2 separate regions of the Sus scrofa genome follow, and region 2 is linked to region 1. A link is a contact called in public Hi-C data. All regions are on one chromosome and are shown on one strand. Each heading gives the region's core, a stretch centred on a gene start, on an enhancer-like site or on the middle of the called end of the contact. The rest is flanking DNA. Distances are from core to core; before and after follow the strand shown.

Region 1 (2,970 bases), core at 330-2,829:
GCCACCTCCGCAGCCCAAAGAATGTGAAGAGGTAGGTGGGGGTGGGGAGAAGCGGGAGCCTCTGAGGAGAGACAAAGGGGCCGAGTCAGAGCGAGAGACAACAAAGACGCAAGGAGGCTGGAAAGATAAGAGAAGTGGGACAAGGACGCGGGGAGGGACCAACGGTGTCTGGAGGCCCTAGCCGGGCGGCAGGGCCAGCGGAATGCGGGGGGCTGGTCTGTGCTGCCCCCTGGCGGGCGGCCGCGGAAAGGAACTGGTGAGGACCAGACACCCGAGAGGACTGGGGGATGCGGAGAGGGAAGGGAGGTTAAGAGAGACGCAGAGAGAAACAAGAGACACGGAAAGAGACACCGAAACACCCATTGAGACATAAGGACAGAGACAGACACAGAAAGAGGCAGAGAGACACAGATAGGAACACATAGAGGAAGACAGAGACCCAGAGACGCAGACAGAGACAAAGGGATGGAAAAGAGACAAGGATCAAGTGACACAGAAACAGCAATAGAAAGACACCAGAAAGAAAGAGACCAGCTACACAAAGTGACAGCGAAACGTGAAGACTGAAAAACCCAGAGATAGAGAAACAGGGACGGAAAAAGAAAGGCAAAAAATAGACACAAAGAGACACTAAAAGAGAAATTTAAAAAGAAACGATGCAGCGACTCCTAGAGTCCCAAGCAGAGATTAGAAAGCGACGAGGACAGGCTGAGATGCGCACAGATACGAACGACAGTAGGCACGGGGTGAGAACTAGGGAATTCGAGAGGCAGGGAAGGGGGTGGGGACTCTGCGTGGGGGCGGGGTTCCAGGGGGGCGGGCCTATGAGAACCCACGCTCCTCACGCAGGTGTGACGAGAAGGCAGGGACTAAAACTGAAGGGGACGGGTTAGTCTTTGGGGCGGGGCCGAGGCCAGGACTGAGCTCCCGAGAAGGGGCGGAGAACGGGTGGGCGGGGTGCACCGCGAAAGGCGGAGCCTCACGGGGGCGGAGACAGCCGAAAGCTCCGACGCGTGCGTGACTACAGCGCCCCTTAGACAGGGGGCGGGGCACGAGGGCAACCTTGAGTAAAGGGGCGTGGCAATAACGCTAGGGGGCGGAGCTTGAACGCTGGGAGAGGGCAAAGATAGAATTCTGGGGCAAGGAGGCTGTGATCAAAGAACCCTGGGAAGGGCGAACTTGGAATCCTGGGGAGGAGCAGGAAGGGGAGGGAGAGGAATGCTGGGGGCGGGGCGGGCGTTGAATCCTGGGGAGGCGCGGACAGGGCCTCCCAGGAGGGGGCGGGTCAGAACAGCATGAGGGGGCGTGGCCGGAGCCTGGGATCGGGTCGGCTCTTGGGGGGAGGAAAGGGGTGGATCCTGTGACGTCAGCGAGTCCGAAGCCAGAAAGAAGCTAGGAACCGGGGGGCAACGAGCTGGAAGAGCCAGGCAGCGAGAGCCAAGCCGGGAGAAGAGAGCGCGGCAGGAACCGGCCGGGAGCCAGAGCCACCCAGGCACCTGGTCGTCCTCTCAACCGATTGGCGCTCGCAGAGTGGCCCTCAGGCCCCCGCCCGGTCCCGGTCCCCCTCCCCGGGCCCCCCATGGCCCGGGCCGCAGCCCTCCCGCCGTCAAGATTGTCGCCGCCGACGCTGCCGCTACTGCCGTTGCTGCTACTACTGCTCCGGGAAACCCGTGAGAAACCGCAGACGCCTCCCTGGCGCGCGCGAACCCCTCCCCTTCCCCACCCCAGCAGAGGGTCGAGATGATGAATCGAGACCCCCCCCCCCAATCTTTCCTTCTCCTGGAGTTGGGAGTCTGAGGCCTGGGGAGAATTGAGGGCAGGGAGCCAGATGCCGAGGTCCTCGAGAGGGGCGGGGAACTAGCACTTTGGGCCTCTTGGAGGGCCAAGAATGACAATTCGGGCGACCTGGGGAAGGGCCTGAGGGCTCCAATCCCGGGCCTCAGGATTCCCGAGGCTCTGACTCCCGGGCCCCAGAAAACCAGGGACTGGGGCTGACTCCTGGGCCTCAGAAAAATTAGAGGGTGAGAGCTCTGTCTCTTGGGTGCCAGGTAGTGTGAAGGCTAGGGGCTACGGACGCCGGGGTCCTGGTAGAGTTGAGGGCAGGAAGGGCTCAAACTTAGGAGTTCCGTGTGGTGAGCCGAGGGCTCTGTCTGCTCGGTGCCAGACAGAATTGGGAGAAGGGGAGGGCAAACGCCCTGTCTCCTGGGCTCCAGATTTAATTGTGGGGCATTGGAATGTCTCGTGAGATGCAGATACACATGTGGGCAGGAATCCCGACTCGGGTACTAGATAAAATGCAGGGCCTGAGGCCCTGCCTGGAAACTGGAGGCTCGGTGGGCTGTGTTTCAGGTAGACTAAGGAGGCCGAGTCCCGCCGGCCGGGACCCTTCCCGTTCCTTGTGAGCCGTCGGCGGGGAGGCCCCTAGGGAAGTTTTCCGGGTTTCACTTTGGGCGAGCCGGGCCGGGCCGGGCGGGGCCGGGCCGGGCCGGGCGGGGGCTCTCCTGGCTCCCGGTTCCAGACTCCCGGTTTCGGGACCTTATCTTTCCTGTAGTCGTGCCTTTGTCCTCGGAGCCGCTGCGGGGGGTGGACGGGAGGAGACGCCGCCCTAATCCCCCCTCTCTCTCCCTCCGCTCTAGCCCCCTCCTGTTCCCTCCACCTCCCAGAGGGGAGGGGCGCAGACCTAGGAGAGGGAGGGGCTGGGAGGAAACAGGTGAAGGAGGCTCCGGCCCCGCCCCTTGCAGGTGACTGGGCTGTTTATTCCCAGCTAGAAACTTAGTGTACTGGAGTTTCCCAAAGGTTTACCAGAAAGTGCGGAGGCAACTTGGGGAAGTTCTGGTCTTGCCTCTGGTCTTTTTTCCCAGCAGGTCTCTGAACTGTCTCCCAGATTCCACCTGGAGTCAGGGACTGCCGCTTCCATCACCTGCCTCTCCCTCTTGTGTGGGAGATAGGGAGATAAAGTCAGACCCCGCC
Region 2 (2,970 bases), core at 168-2,667, 290 kb after region 1:
TAGTTTCCGGCACATTCATGTATGACTCCTTTTGTCCTTAGTCTTTGGTTCCACCTCTGTCACCAAATCTGTTAAATAACAGAAATTCAACTGAGTAAATTTAAAGATCAAATTGGCTTTTAGGCAATGCTTCATAAATTGGATAACAGAAAGGAGCTCCACTGAGCTGTGGAAAAGGAAGGTTTTCTAAAGACAAATGAAGAATGTGTTGTTTCAGTCAAGGCCACCTTCCTAAGGGAAATGGAAGGGCTTATTGGGAGGATTATCTCACTGTACTGAGGAGGTGATTCTAGGTTGAATGGCTAAAGGTTAAATTCCAGAAGGTTAAAACTGCAGTTAGGTTATTTATTAAATTTTGTTTTTCTGACCAGGCTGTTAGCACGAGTGACTGCACTGGGGACCTGTTATCTGCCTTTTATCAGGGATGATGAAATATTTCTGAAAATGGATAGTGGTGAAAATTTGCACAATATTTGGAATTATTGATGAATTACACATCCACTTAAAGGTTAAAATGGTAAAATCTGGGGTTCTTTGGTGACCTAGCAGTTAAGGATTTGGCATTGTCCACGCTGTAGCTTGGGTTTCATCCCTGGCCCAACAACTTCCACGTGACACAGGCATGGCTTTAAAAAAATAAATAAAGGTAAAATTTATGTTGCATATATTCTACCACATGAATTTATTATTAAGTAACAATTGTATCGTATAATAATAACTCTAATTCATTATCACCTAATTATAATTTATTATTAAATAATAATTACAATACGTTATTGTTAAACAACCAAAAGTAAAGCAGGGGGGAGAAAGAAGAATGTGCAAAGGGGGAAGGGAGTTCCCGTCGTGGCGCAGCGGCACCGAATCCGACGAGGAACCTGAGGTGGCGGGTTCGATCCCTGGCCTCGCTCCATGGGTTAAGGATCTGGCGTTGCCACGAGCTGTGGTGTAGGTCGCAGATATGGCTGGGATCCAGGGTTGCTGTGGCTGTGGTGGAGGCCGGCAGCTACAGCTCTGATGCAGCCTGGGCACCTCCATATGCCGCAGGCGCGGCCCTAAAAAGCAACAAAAAAAGGAATTAAAACCACTGTAATCCCGCAAGCAGGTATCTGTAAGTCAAGTTTTTCTGACACACTGTATTGACAAAAGCCCTTCGCGATTGATTGCTATTATTAGCTCTGGCCCGCACCAACCATAGATGGACTCCAGTGACCCAAACAAAGGGCATCTGTGAGCAGCCTTTGCTCAGCTCTGTGGGCTGAGCGGAGGCTGTTTGCCGACCCGCTCCGCAGGCATTCGGGACTCACCGTAGGCCCAAGGAGGGCCGGGCGAGAGCGTCAGGGGCGGTGCTTGGGCGGATAGGTGTGGCCATCGGGTAGACTATATTCCAGTGGGGCGTGGCTCGAGGGAGGGGCGCGGCGGAACACTCGCCTGGCGGAGTGGGAGGGGCTCACGCGGAGCCGCAGGCCAGGCTTGAAATAGAGGCTCACCAAGGCTGCGGCCCCAGCCGTCGCTTGGGTGACTTGCTGGCTAGAGTTGGGATGGAGTCGGAGTGGGATGCGCTGAGAGTGCTGGGAGCAGTTACCGCCCTGTGCCTGCTGCTGTGGGTGATCTGGGGGGTGGGCAGCACGGTGTATATTTACCTGCTGCCCCAGGTGCGCCGGGGCAACGCCTGGCTCCGATCGCACGGAGCCTGGGCAGGTGAGGAAGGAGGGCTCCCTGGCAGGCAGGTAGGGGTGGGGGCAGCAGGAACGAGCACGGGTGGCAGGTGAGGGCCCATAATCAGGGCCGAGGCCAGGGACTCCTGGAATGAAGATAGGCGAAGGCTGCAGCGACCAGGGTAAGGGAGGCGCTGGGATGCATGACGTCCTGAAACCTGTGCTGGTGATGGGCGCAGGAGTCAGCGACTGGGGTCCATGAAGGACGCGGACAAGAACCAGGAGGAGCTGGGTCTCCGTGAGGAGGGTTCCAAGAAAAGGCATGAAAAGGGACAAGAGGGAGAGGGGAGGGGATGACAGGGGGTAGGATCTGGTCAAGCTCCCCTCCTGCCCCCTGCCCCTTCTCTCCTTTCTAGTGGTGACAGGAGCCACTAGTGGCATCGGCAAGGCCTATGCACATGAGGTGAGCCGAGTGGGCGGTGGGGCTGGGAGCCTAGCGGGTGGTGGGAGCCTAGCGGGTGGTGGGGCTTGGAGCCTCTCCTATCTGCTTGGCTGTTGTCAGCGCACCCTACCAGACTGAGAATTGTGCTTCCTCTTGTTTCCTCATCCTCTCCGCGGGGAGGCTTTCCCTCTGCACCCCAGGCTGGTGACAGTGTTTACCCTGGGCTTCTAGGGACCATTGATCTCTCCCATCATTGCCCTGATCTAGTCACTCAAAACATATTTATATGCCACTTTCCTGTGCTAGGCATCTTCTAGGTGCTTGGAGTACAGCCGTGAACAAAAAAGACAGGAAAGACCTTGCCCTCACGGAACTTCGGATATAGTGAGAGAAGACAGGTGTGAATAGAGTAAACGAGCAGAATGGGTAGTGTGACAAATGGTGAAACGAGTTAAGAAGTACCTGCTGGTCACCTAGCAGTTAAGGATCCAGCATCGTCTCTGCTGTGGCTCAGGTCACTGCTGTGGCCCAGGTTCGAATCCCTGGCCTGGGAACTTAAGTTTTCCAGAAGCCTGGCGAAAAAGAAAAAAGAGTTAAGGAGAAACGTCAGTCAGGAGAGGAGAACAGGGAACCCGGGGGTGGGCGGGTGCCAGTATTTACACAGGGTGATCAGAAATCTCACTGAGAAGACAACACTGAGCCAAGCCCGGAAGGGGGAGTTCCCGTGTGGCACAGCAGAAACGAATTCAACTAGTATCCATGAGGACTCAGGTTTGATCCCTGGCCTCGCTCACTGGGTCAGGGGTCCCATACTGCCCTGAGCTATGGTGTGGCTCGCAGATGCAGCTCGGACCTGGCGCTGCTGTGGCT

What was found. Hi-C and Micro-C count contacts between places; a contact is called where the count stands out from the background.
Region 2: a Hi-C map of liver shows a contact between it and region 1, with 4 times the contacts expected there. The contact joins the promoter of LOC110261008 here to the promoter of NECTIN2 in region 1. A contact is called at or near these places in 1 of 5 promoter capture datasets (liver), 1 of 47 Hi-C or Micro-C datasets (liver) and 1 of 2 datasets of contacts at active chromatin or transcription factors (alveolar macrophages).

The regions. Positions count from the first base shown.
Region 1 is chr6:51,316,078-51,319,047 of Sscrofa11.1, forward strand. NECTIN2 (nectin cell adhesion molecule 2) reads left to right here and starts at 1,580. Exons shown (of 6, transcript NM_001097494.1): 1 at 1,580-1,670. The coding sequence starts at 1,580.
Region 2 is chr6:51,605,638-51,608,607 of Sscrofa11.1, forward strand. It overlaps LOC110261008 (very-long-chain 3-oxoacyl-CoA reductase-B-like), which reads left to right and starts at 1,418. Exons shown (of 11, transcript XM_021094536.1): 1 at 1,418-1,701; 2 at 2,075-2,121. The coding sequence starts at 1,542. It overlaps LOC110261007 (a long non-coding RNA gene), which reads right to left and starts at 571. Exons shown (of 2, transcript XR_002344690.1): 1 at 1-571.